2 separate regions of the Gadus morhua genome follow, and region 1 is linked to region 2. A link is a contact called in public Hi-C data. All regions are on one chromosome and are shown on one strand. The core of a region is the stretch at or near the end of the contact, and the rest is flanking DNA. Distances in the headings are between cores, read along the strand shown. Region 1 holds the start of LOC115536891 (double-stranded RNA-binding protein Staufen homolog 2). Region 2 holds the start of rpl7 (ribosomal protein L7).

Evidence for each region. A called contact is a pair of places that touch in the nucleus more often than the background predicts.
Region 1: a contact with region 2 is called in a Hi-C map of heart, with 5 times the contacts expected there. The contact joins the promoter of LOC115536891 here to the promoter of rpl7 in region 2. A contact is called at or near these places in 3 of 6 Hi-C or Micro-C datasets (blood, gill and heart).

What each region holds. Positions count from the first base shown.
Region 1 is chr23:24,519,581-24,525,357 of gadMor3.0, reverse strand. It overlaps LOC115536891 (double-stranded RNA-binding protein Staufen homolog 2), which reads right to left and starts at 4,481. Exons shown (of 8, transcript XM_030348352.1): 1 at 4,322-4,481. The coding sequence starts at 4,375.
Region 2 is chr23:24,345,633-24,351,241 of gadMor3.0, reverse strand. It overlaps rpl7 (ribosomal protein L7), which reads right to left and starts at 4,314. Exons shown (of 7, transcript XM_030348369.1): 1 at 4,201-4,314; 2 at 3,618-3,717; 3 at 3,016-3,182; 4 at 2,649-2,786; 5 at 2,145-2,254; 6 at 1,569-1,781; 7 at 941-984. The coding sequence starts at 4,214. The coding sequence ends at 1,573. LOC115537857 (small nucleolar SNORD12/SNORD106) reads right to left here and starts at 3,442; the gene lies at 3,350-3,442. LOC115537860 (small nucleolar SNORD12/SNORD106) reads right to left here and starts at 2,480; the gene lies at 2,388-2,480. LOC115537858 (small nucleolar SNORD12/SNORD106) reads right to left here and starts at 2,038; the gene lies at 1,947-2,038.

The DNA.
Region 1 (5,777 bases), core at 3,232-5,731, 170 kb before region 2:
TTGAACACTTTCATTGGCGTACCAAATCGTTTCATAAATAGAACATAAGGAGATAAATTAACTATTTAATTAACTAACTTGACCCGGCAATAGACATCGTGAACCCCACTACTGATTGTGCGGGGGCTGTAGCATTAAAGTCTGCAGGCCTAATGTGTCTGATCAAGACAGCGGTAGCTTATGGTGAAAATGATCATAAAAAATAGAACGTCTTCAAACAATGATTAGAAAGACGTTAAAATTCTCCCTGCAGAATGTTGAATCAATAATTAGCATTTCCAAAAGAGCTCACGAATGTCCTTCAGTTGGACACCTCAGGCCCATGGAAGGGGACTGTGCATCAGCCGACACTCTTTAGTCATTCTTGATTGATATAAGGAGTTTAGCACTTAAGTTAATAAGTGGATGAATGCATCAGTGTGATGGAATAAAGTGGGCAAAAATACACCATTCAAAATATGAAACCATCTAAACCACTAGCATACAACGGAGTCTGTACACTTTCACATAGATCAATATGTCAGACCGATGTCACAACTTCTAACCCAGAAGGGACCTGTACTGGAGCAACACAGTGACTCTTTGGGAAACCCGCCCATGAAAGGAGAAAGGTGGAACAGTGTGGACATACGAGGGCTGTGGCCTCGTCACGTTCCCCCGGAAACGGCTCTCGCTCAGCAACACCGAGGTCGAGGGGAGCAGAGGTAGTTTATGTTCAATAGTTTAAACCATCACTGGTTCGGTGAATAATGACAAGTGTACAACTACTGTGCAACTACAACTATTTTCTCCAGTGAGATGTAGGCTGGTTCAAGTTACTTTGACCAGAGTCAGGGCACTTTAAAGAGGATGAACGTTAAAGGCAGGACAAGCATTACTGTTCTCAGAGACAACCTGTCACCGTGTGTGTGTGCTTGTGCGGGTATGTGCAAAAAAGTACCAAAAAAACGTACAGCCGTGTTATATGTGTGTGTGCATGGACTAGTCAAAAACGTGTCAAGATGTATGTGCATCCATGTTTCCTTTGCGAGTGGTGTGCTTCACACATCAGACCGGCCTTCTCTGGCTCAATGAAGGCCGGACAAAGCATGCGGTCGGTGCGTTGAGGTGCATTGTGCGCTAGGACACTGATGCATTCTGTAGGTGTAATTAGGAGTCATGAAAGAAAAAGGTCTGTAACCATGACAGTATAATGGGGCATAATTTGGTCTACTGGCTGCTGAATGGATGTATCGAATGCACGAGACCCCAGGGAAAAGACGACAATAAACTTTGTGGTCAAACTAACGTCACTGAAACCGCAGCGACTGCAGCACAGCTCGTGTTGTGTAGATCTTTATGGTCGTGCTGTGTAGATCTTTCTGCTCGTGTTGTCTAGATCTTTCTGCTCGTGTTGTGTAATCTTTCTGCTCGTGTTGTCTAGATCTTTCTGCTCGTGTTGTCTAGATCTTTCTGCTCGTGTTGTGTAGATCTTTCTGCTCGTGTTGTGTAGATCTTTCTGCTCGTGTTGTGTAGATCTTTCTGCTCGTGTTGTGTAATCTTTCTGCTCGTGTTGTGTAATCTTTCTGCTCGTGTTGTGTAATCTTTCTGCTCGTGTAGTGGAGATCTTTCCTCTTGTGTTGTGTAGATCTTTCTGCTCGTGTTGTGTAATCTTTCCTCTCGTGTTGTGCAGATCTTTCTGCTTGTGTTGCGCCGGGTAACCTCAACACAGCGTTGATGAATACTCTTTTCTGATTGGTCAACGATCTGATATCTCTGTGAAACAGGCCGCTGCTAGGAATAACAGACAGACGCCATGAATGCCAATTCCTAACCCATAAGATCATATTTTGAGCAGATGCAATAGATCATTTAATAATCAATAAAATGATTTGTTGGTTCTTATATTCTGAGTGAAATTATGATTTATTTAGTATGAAGCCATGTCATCTGCAGGATGATTTACAGCGAGTCATAATTAAGATGTTAACCCCTAAAGGATGGTACAAGCCGCGCTTCGCTTCACGTTTGGCTCCTGCTTCCCCCTGTCTGTTTATTTCAGATAATAACTGGCTCAATGTACACTATCCCTTACCTGTATCCTAGCATGGTGGAATACTTGATTCTGATTGGTCTATAATATTCCGAGGGGGTGCATTATTTATCAATAAGGGGACACATTTGAGCTCATCAAACCAATTCACTACAAATAGAACATTAACCACTCCGCTCAAATACAACCAGCAACCAGATGTTCCCCTAACAAAGCAATACCAATACTCCTAGCACCCAGAGGTATATGTTCAATTCAGCGCAATAAGTCGATAAAACAACAGGCAGCCCCACACAAAGACGGTTGGGGGGTTTGTTCCCCACTGCTGCCCATCCTCCCACACATCGTGTAGGGGGGGGGTCACTATGCACCTGCGGCCGAAACATGAATAAGAGCTATTTTATGGGCTTTTATTGTGTGCTTTCTTACAGCACTAGCAGGTTAGGTCAGAGACAGACAGACCCACAGACACACAGACAGAAACAGCGAGAGAGCGACAGTGACAGAGAGAGAGAGAGACAGGGAGAGAGAGAGAGACAGCGAGAGAAAGAGACAGCGAGAGAGAGAAAAAGACAGCGAAAGAGACGGACAGACAGACAGACAGACAGACAGACAGACAGACAGACAGACAGACAGACAGACAGAGAGCGAGAGAGGCTCTCCTGGGACTCTCTACATAACAATAAGTCGACATGTATGCCCATAGGGACTCGAAACAATATCATCGTCCTCTGGGCGTTGACAGAGACACACACACACACGCACGCACAGGTACGCACACACACGCACACATACAAACGCATATGCAGTGGTAGACACAATGAGGCTCAATTTGTAAAGCAAGCGCTAACAAAGGGTTCATTTATATGGGCACTGACGCCACAAGGCAATAGACGGGGAGAGAGAGAGAGAGAGAGAGAGAGAGAGAGAGAGAGAGAGAGAGAGAGAGAGAGAGAGAGAGACAGAGAGAGAGAGAGAGAGAGAGAGAGAGAGAGAGAGAGGGGGGATGTGGGTGAATTTGATTCTGTTGAAACGATAACACCGGGTCTAAGAGAGAGAGAACACAAAGAGGTAGGGGAGAGACGGCCTGCAGGTACTTTGGGATCAGTCCGGGGTGTGTGTGTGTGTGTGTGTGTGTGTGTGTGTGTGTGTGTGTGTGTGTGTGTGTGTGTGTGTGTGTGTGTGTGTGTGTGTGTGTGTGTGTGTGTGTTTATGTGTGTCGAATTATCCATCGTAATAACTGGAAAAAAAAAAGGAATAAAATAATAGACAATCGCAAATTAATATTGACGTTTCATCCAAAGGAGAAGAGTTTTCTGTCAGAGAGAGAGAGAGAGAGAGAGAGAGAGAGAGACAGAGACAGAGACAGAGACAGAGACAGAGAGAGAGAGAGAGAGAGAGACAGAGACAGAGACAGAGACAGAGAGAGAGAGAGAGAGAGAGAGAGAGACAGAGAGAGAGAGAGAGAGAGAGAGAGAGAGAGAGAGAGAGAGAGAGAGAGAGAGAGAGAGAGAGAGAGACAGAGAGAGAGAGAGAGAGAGAGAGAGAGAGAGAGAGAGAGAGAGAGAGAGAGAGAGAGAGGGTGGTGGAGGAGGAGGTCATCGGAGGTGAAACAGTATGGGGGTGGGAATGAGTTGGGAGACGTGGCAGGGACAGGAGGAGGATGGATGTGGCCGCATTACCTCGGAGGGATGATTGGAGTGACCTTCTCCAGGCAGAAGAATGAGGCGGAGGGAGGTTGGGCTGGAGGCTGATTGGTGGAGGCGGGGGTGGGGGTAGGGAGGTGTGGGGATGTCATGATGAAGGTTTAATTGTGTCGATTTACGCCGTTTCGCTGCGGTCTACGCTTCCTCTTCAAGAGGAACGCCAGCTGATGTTCAGTGATCCATGCGGCGGCGGCGGCGGCGGCTGCCCTGACGCGCTCCTGACAGCCCGCTCCGGTGTGCGTGGCGAAACATGTCAGCGTTGTTTGCTCAGCATTTCATCACAGGGCTTCACGAGCCTCGGACCTCAAGCGAGAGGCAAGATAATACGCCCAAACCGCCGGGGAAACTCTGAGGAGGGGATGGAGTCCTCCTTCAAGGGACTGTTGGAGCTCAACTGGGGCAGATATTGTTAAATATGTGATAAAATATGTGATAAAATTGAGTGTGTGTGTGGCTGAGTATGCAAGCAGTGTCAGTGGGTTTGCAAGCCTGTGTGCGTGTGTGTGTGTGCGTGTGTTTCTGCGCGCGTCTGTTTGTGTATATGAGCTTATGCGTGTGTGTGCGTGCGTGCGCGCGTGCGTACCTGGGGGGGTCTCTCGGGGATGGGCTCGTTGCGGAGGGCCTGCAGGGCCTTCATGGCGGCGTTGTGGCGGGCGGCTTGGCGCGTGCGTCCCTCGCCAACGAACTCATTGGCCCCCACCGACAGCTGCACGTAGAAGACCTTGGGGATGGGGTAGTGGTACCTGGGGAGGGAGGGCCTCGGTTAGAGGGCCTCAGGGGTTGGACTCTAAAGACATGCATTCTCTGCGCATTCAAGAATAAACATAAAATATAATAAACTAAGTAACAGGGAGAGAGAGAGAGAGAGAGAGAGAGAGAGAGAGAGAGAGAGAGAGAGAGAGACAGAGAGAGAGAGAGACAGAGAGAGAGAGACAGAGAGAGAGAGAGAGAGAGAGAGAGAGAGAGAGAGAGAGAGAGAGAGAGAGAGAGAGACAGAGAGAGAGAGAGAGAGAGAGAGAGAGAGAGAGAGAGAGAGAGAGAGAGAGAGAGAGAGAGAGAGAGAGAGAGAGAGAGACAGAGAGAGAGAGAGAGAGAGAGACACAGAGAGAGAGAGAGAGAGAGAGAGAGTGAGAAATGTAGCGGAGTTTAAGACGGAGTGAGAGAAGGTCAGAGGCAAAACCACTAAAAACAACAGAAGGATTATCAAAATGCTTTCAACACAGTTTGACACTGGAGGCCATCATGGTGACTCCCAATGCTGCATGTTGAGATTAAAGAACGAGACCAGGGGCTCTATCTGGAGCATTTCTAGTCGGCGAGTCAGAAGGTCCTGAGTGAGAGCACATTGAGGACGTGTTCCATCAAAATCTAAATTCTTAAACACAGCAGAAGAGGAAACAAAAACTAAAAATCAACAACACACAGAGCTTCAACAGCCCGGGCGGTCGGGTTGTTACTGCTCACGCAGGTCCCGAATTAAACCGCTCCATCAAGGTCAATTAAATCACAAAGGAGCTTTAGCCCACCGCTAGATGGATGGCACCCGGCTGGGCCCACCGCGCTGGGGGGGGGGGGACAAAGCTCTGGGGGGCCATCCATCCTCTCCTCTTTCTCCTCAGCCTTCACATCCATCCTCTCCTCTTTCTCCTGAGCCTTCACATCCATCCTCTCCTCTTTCTCCTGAGCCTTCACATCCATCCTCTCCTCTTTCTCCTGAGCCTTCACATCCATCCTCTCCTCTTTCTCCTCAGCCTTCACATCCATCCTCCCGTCTCTCTCCGGGATCCCGACCTAACGGGGGTAGCCTGTCACCCGGCAGATTTAGGGGTCTGTGTGGGGGCCGCTTGGGAGACTCCCCCCTGGGTTTGAGGAGGGATGGGGGGGGGGGGAGTCTGAGAACCTCTTCCTCTGTGAGGAATGAACGTGACAGCGAGGGAGTTAGAGAGAGAGAGAGAGGGGGAGGGGGAGTTAGAGAGAGAGGGAGAGGGGGAGTTAGAGGGAAAGGGGGAATAAGAGAGAGAGGGAGAGAGTTAGAGAGA
Region 2 (5,609 bases), core at 3,065-5,564:
GGCCAGCTTAGGCTCAGCGGGGAGTGCGAGCTAGGCGGACTTCACGTCTGAGCAGTCTTGTGGTACACCACGGCACGCTGGTAGACGAGCTTCCTGGTGACCTTGAGAGACTAACAAAAACAAGAAGCCTTGATGAGTACATGTGTAGACGAATGGGTGACCTATGATGCTAAAATAACTGGTGTTTCAAGCGGTTTCATAAATATTGGCTTATTGAACAAATCTTGTTTCCATCATAGTCGATCAGCCGGGGAAAGAATGTTAATCATAAACCACCGAGTTTGAATCCATCAAGGTTGGATCTAGGCAAAACATGAAGGCCAATGTTCTCTGCACAACAAATCAACTTACCCTCTGATCCAGAGGAAGCTGTTCTCGGAGGTTCCTTCACCCCGGTCCGGAGTCACGTCCCCGTGTAGCCATCAGCATGTGCACATCTCTCCAGTCTGAAGGAAGATGTAAACCAACTTCAATGAGTACAAGTGTATACAGAAACAGCCAACTAATAAAGTGACAGTATGAACTATTCTTACCTTCTTAGCCAGCATCTTCCTGATGAGACCAGCTCCGTCGCTGAAACCCGGTCAACGTCACTTCTAGATGCCTTATAGACAAGACCTTCACAAGTTGCAGGGAGCGATTGATTACTAGGATTACAGAATTTCTATTGTGCCTTCGAGGGGCCAGTAGAGCCAGGAACCTCTTGTGCGTCGATCAATCCTACATCACCAGTCAGTCAGATTTGGACAGATTTAGATACCATGTTTTCAGATTTCCTGCCCTCTCCATTACTGTTACAGGAATCCTGCAGATTCATCCTATATCACACACGGCATGCCACGTGAGGTTTTGCCAGAAGGCACCGAATCCTGATGCTGGGAAGACCTGGTCCACATTGTCCTGAGACTCAATGAAAAATAATAACGCCGACACCAGAAAGTTCTTTTTTGTATTTTTATTATACAGTTGGAAATCCTGCAAAACCTGTAACAAAAAAAAGGGAAGAAATTGGTAAACTTAAGATCAGTTACTTTAGTCCAAGATTTTATTTGTGATTTAGGCCACAGCTGCACATATTTTATGCCAGATGCCGTATAATTATCAAACCAATACTTGTTAATGTCATGTCATCATTAACCACATCTGACTAATAGCCATCATTGACTGATCAGCATCGCTAAAGCAACACTGGCCTGACCCCTGTAGAGTTTACATTTACCAGTCGCCGTTATCCAAAACGAGTTACAATAAGTACATTCATCATAAGGCGAAACAATCTGTCGTACGGTAAGGATGTTCATAGAACCGAGTTCAAAGCGCTAACAATCGCTAGGTTCACCCATTCGCCGTATACAACCAAAATAGCTAGACTACAGCACAACTTAAGGGCTGATTACGGCTCCACGATCACGCAACGACCAGGCAGACGCTTCGACGCAGTCATGAACCCGTTTCGGTTAGCGGACCAATCACAGCCCTTTTTGGGAGGCGCATGTCAGGCCTCCCAAAAATCTATCCATCCATCTATCTATCTATACACTATAACCAAGTGCGACACACAATCTCACCAGTTCAGTTCATCCTCCGGATCATTCTGTTGATCTGGTCTTCCCTGTTGCCAGCGTCACCGCCCTCCACGAAGTGGGTGGTCTTCTTGTTCATGCCGCCGCGGGGGGAGGAGAGCTTGAAGGGCCACAGGTAGTTGTTGGCCACCTTGAAGTTCTTCCCGGTTGTGAAAATCTCGTGGATCAGATCCTCCATGCAGATGAGGCCATACTTGCCTGAAGGAGAGCGGACAACATTAGGCCCAACGCAAGGTAAGCTCTACGACTGATTAGCATTGGTTTGCTTTAGTTTCTCTACCAATGTTACTGGTAAGAGGACACGCACTATTTACTGTTGATGTAAATCACCAAAACCATCTTATGGAGTATAGTGAAAAGACTGATGTGGATTCAGACACAATTGGCTTATTTTCAATTGACTTTCACCATGGTCGATTAGACGGGGAAAAAAGTTGAGCATCACTAAACACATCATGAAGTCATAACCCTACCTTCTCTTACTGACTATATCAATGTATAAAAACATATTTACATGGTTTGGCATGCATGATGGACATCCAGACTGATGACCATAATTACCAAGGGTCTTCTCGATGAGGGAGTTGTCTGTGATGGCAATGCGCTGCTTGCTGATCTTGCCGAATCCACGCTTGTAGATGAGCTCGCGGACAGACTTCAGGTTGGGGTATCTGAGCGATGGGCACACGAGGGAAATTATGACAACCATATTAAGATTGAACCACGAGTTATACACATACTGCAGAGTGGTACAAGGCAGGGCTGGATATCTTTTAGTCTTAAAAACACGAGAAATGTGAAGAAAGTGTGGTTTCAGACTAAATTGGCTTATTTTCAGCTTGGTTTTCACCAGATTCGATAAGATGGGGAAAAAAATTGGTCATCATTAACCACATAAGTGAGATTACTGACCACATTGGTCAGTAATCTAAGAACCATATTGGTCATCTTTGGGTCATTATTGAGGACACTGAACGTACCTAAAGGTTAAGGGTCAGGACCATGCACCATTCAAAGCATGAGGTCGATAACTTAACACGGCAAAGATGGATGCTGCCATCTTACCCCCATGCGATGTAGGGCTCTGCGATCCTGAGCATGTTGATGGACGCCTTGTTCAGCCTGACGAACACGCCGTTGAAGATCTGGCGGAGACGGAGCAGTTGCAGAACCTTGCGCACCTTGGGGCTGACGCCGTTGATACTGGGAAGCAGAGTTCAGCGGTCAGCATCAGAAAGGACGCTTCATACAAACATCAGTGCACTCAGACAAGTGGTTTCATAAATATTGGCTTATTAAACAAATAGTGTTTCCATCATAGTCGATCAGCCGGGGAAAGAATGTTAATCATAAACCACCAAGCATAACTTCAGCCCATTGAAGCAACAGCATCAGACCATCAATATAAAAACACACGGAGACAATGTCTTACCCTCGGATCCTGATGACGAAGGCCAGCTTGGGCTCGGCGGGGACGTAGAAGTTTCCCACTTTGCGGGCGGTACGGGCTTGACGGACCTCACGCCTGTACAGGTTCCTGTACTCCCTGTGGTACGCCTCGGCGCGTTTGTAGATGAGCTTCCTGGTCACCTTGCGAGTCTAACATCAGACGACAAAAACAAGAAGCCTTGATGAGTACATGTGTATTCGTATGGGCGACTAATGACAAGGCATTCCTTGGTATCCATAGAGACATCAGTGGAATCGTGAGAAAGTAACAAGGCAGCACACTGTTGCACCACCGTGAAGATCCCCCTAATGTCCAAGATGTGGTTTCAGACAAAATTGGCTTATTTTCAGCTTGGATTTCACCAGATTCGATAAGATGGGGAAAAAAATTAGTCATCATTAACCACATTAGACTAGCAGCCAGCATTGACCCGTTAGTTTAGTTATCTTATGAGTGCGACAGGTATCAAGACAAGGACAGATCATGACATGTGCGTGATAAGTACGTCTGTTTACAAATGGGCGACCCATTTGTGCATCATGCAGACATCTGTGGGACCGTGCGGGAGCCATGTGCATTCTCACCTTCTTCTCAGCGAGCATCTTCTTGATGCGGACGGCCTTCATGGTGGCGAAGGCCTTTCGCCTTTTCAAAAGGCTCTCAGGGACCGCCGGTACCTTTTTTCTAGGAGAACATAAAGATGGTTTAAAACACTTAGAGTAGAGTTGATAAGGCAGGTGTTCCTTACGGTGTATTACGCCACGTTGACGAGGGGCGACAACGCCGTCAACATGGTTAGCCTAGCATTAGCAATCTACGAGCAATTCACCGGCATTTCGTTGTCATGTATATTAACCAATTGTTATTAAAAGACACCCAGTATGCAAACGTTTAATTAACTTGGTCATAGACTAAAATCGACAGGAGATCCGACAACACGTTTAGTTAAGACAGTCAGTAGTCCGGACATGTTGGGTGAAGCTACTCGGCTACAGGCAGCAATAGGTTGGTTGGCATTAAAACTATTCTAAAACAATATCATCCACAATATATGATGTCCTAGCCGGGATGACTACTAATTAAACGTATACAAGGATGACCAAAACGCCTGATGGCAGTTTTAAACTTAGATGGACATGGATTTCAACACAGAGGAAAAGTACTCACTCTGCGTCCGCCATTGTGTCCACCGAGAAAGAGAAAATCCTGTCTGCGCATGTCTGTGATAAAAGAGCGAGGACACCGGATGTTGCCCTGCGCGCTGCCTGAATCACAATGCACAACTTTGTATGGATTTATTTCTGCTCGTTTAGTATTATTATTTTATATTACCGTAATACACACAAACATGACACGTACTCACTTATCTTACCATGCAGGCATATCATTGATTTGGTAGAAATTATATTATTGCGTAGGAGTTCTGAAGAATAACACAAATAAAGGAAAACATATCGCCTTATATTTGTTATGTTGGATTATATATTTTATCAATTATGTTGACGGAAACTATTGATTCAATAAAGGCTGATTCATTCCGATAAATGCAGCGTTATCCCTCATGGCATTGATCAAAAACCTAGAACCGACTTCCCTCGGGCAGGTCATGTTGTTGCCGTGCATTGAACCAGCTGATAGGGATTCTTGAGACTACTGAAGAAGCTGTAAAGTATTGTGTGGTGCAGCACCTCGTGTGGCCAGCAAGTGGCGCCAACGCTACACTCTGCCCTCCAACATTTCTCCAACTCAAAGTACAGTATGTTTCAAGAGCACATCCATATATCTAAGTGGGCCACCGCATAGAGTATTATTTACATCAAGGGCGCAAATATAGCTTTTTAAAAAAAATAAATAAATATGGGATCATAACGTGTTGGTGAAATCATCACATTGATTACTTCGTATATCATCTGAGACCGTCACAGTGAATTGACAGGAGTTAGAGATAATTTTATCGCAATTATTTAAATATTGGTTAACTGGGCTTATGCATTAGCTATACTGTTAAAGGCCAAACATGTATGACGAATAATTCTAACTTGGATAGGCCACTTCCCAATCTGTGTATTGTAAAATAAATGGTCATTTCTCCGTATGACACCTATTTCACAGAGAACGCATCTGATCGTAAACCACAGCAAACTTGACGTTCATTTAGAAATTGCCTTTTTCTTATTATGTAATCGAATCTTATATCACAATATAACCATACACGACGTAGGCCTACTAACTCTGGATACCCCGGCAGCTGTGGGCTGTTTTGTAACATTCCCAGGAGAGTAAGTTTATTAATGCTCTAAGCCTATTTTATATTTTACACATAGGATTTCTGTCGCTACTATTTTTAAACCCATACATAATTGTAATCAGTGACATTATTTGATCATTGATCAAATTATATACAAATAATTTCAAACGTTACGTGTTGGCCTGAACCGATGTAGACTATCAAAAAAAAAAGATCGAAATGATGACCAGGACTACATTCAGGAATTGAGAAGCTCTGGAAAAAAAGTAAATTCCACCAAATTACGCATTACGGCGTGAATGGTCTCATTGGTCTTTCCCATCACAGT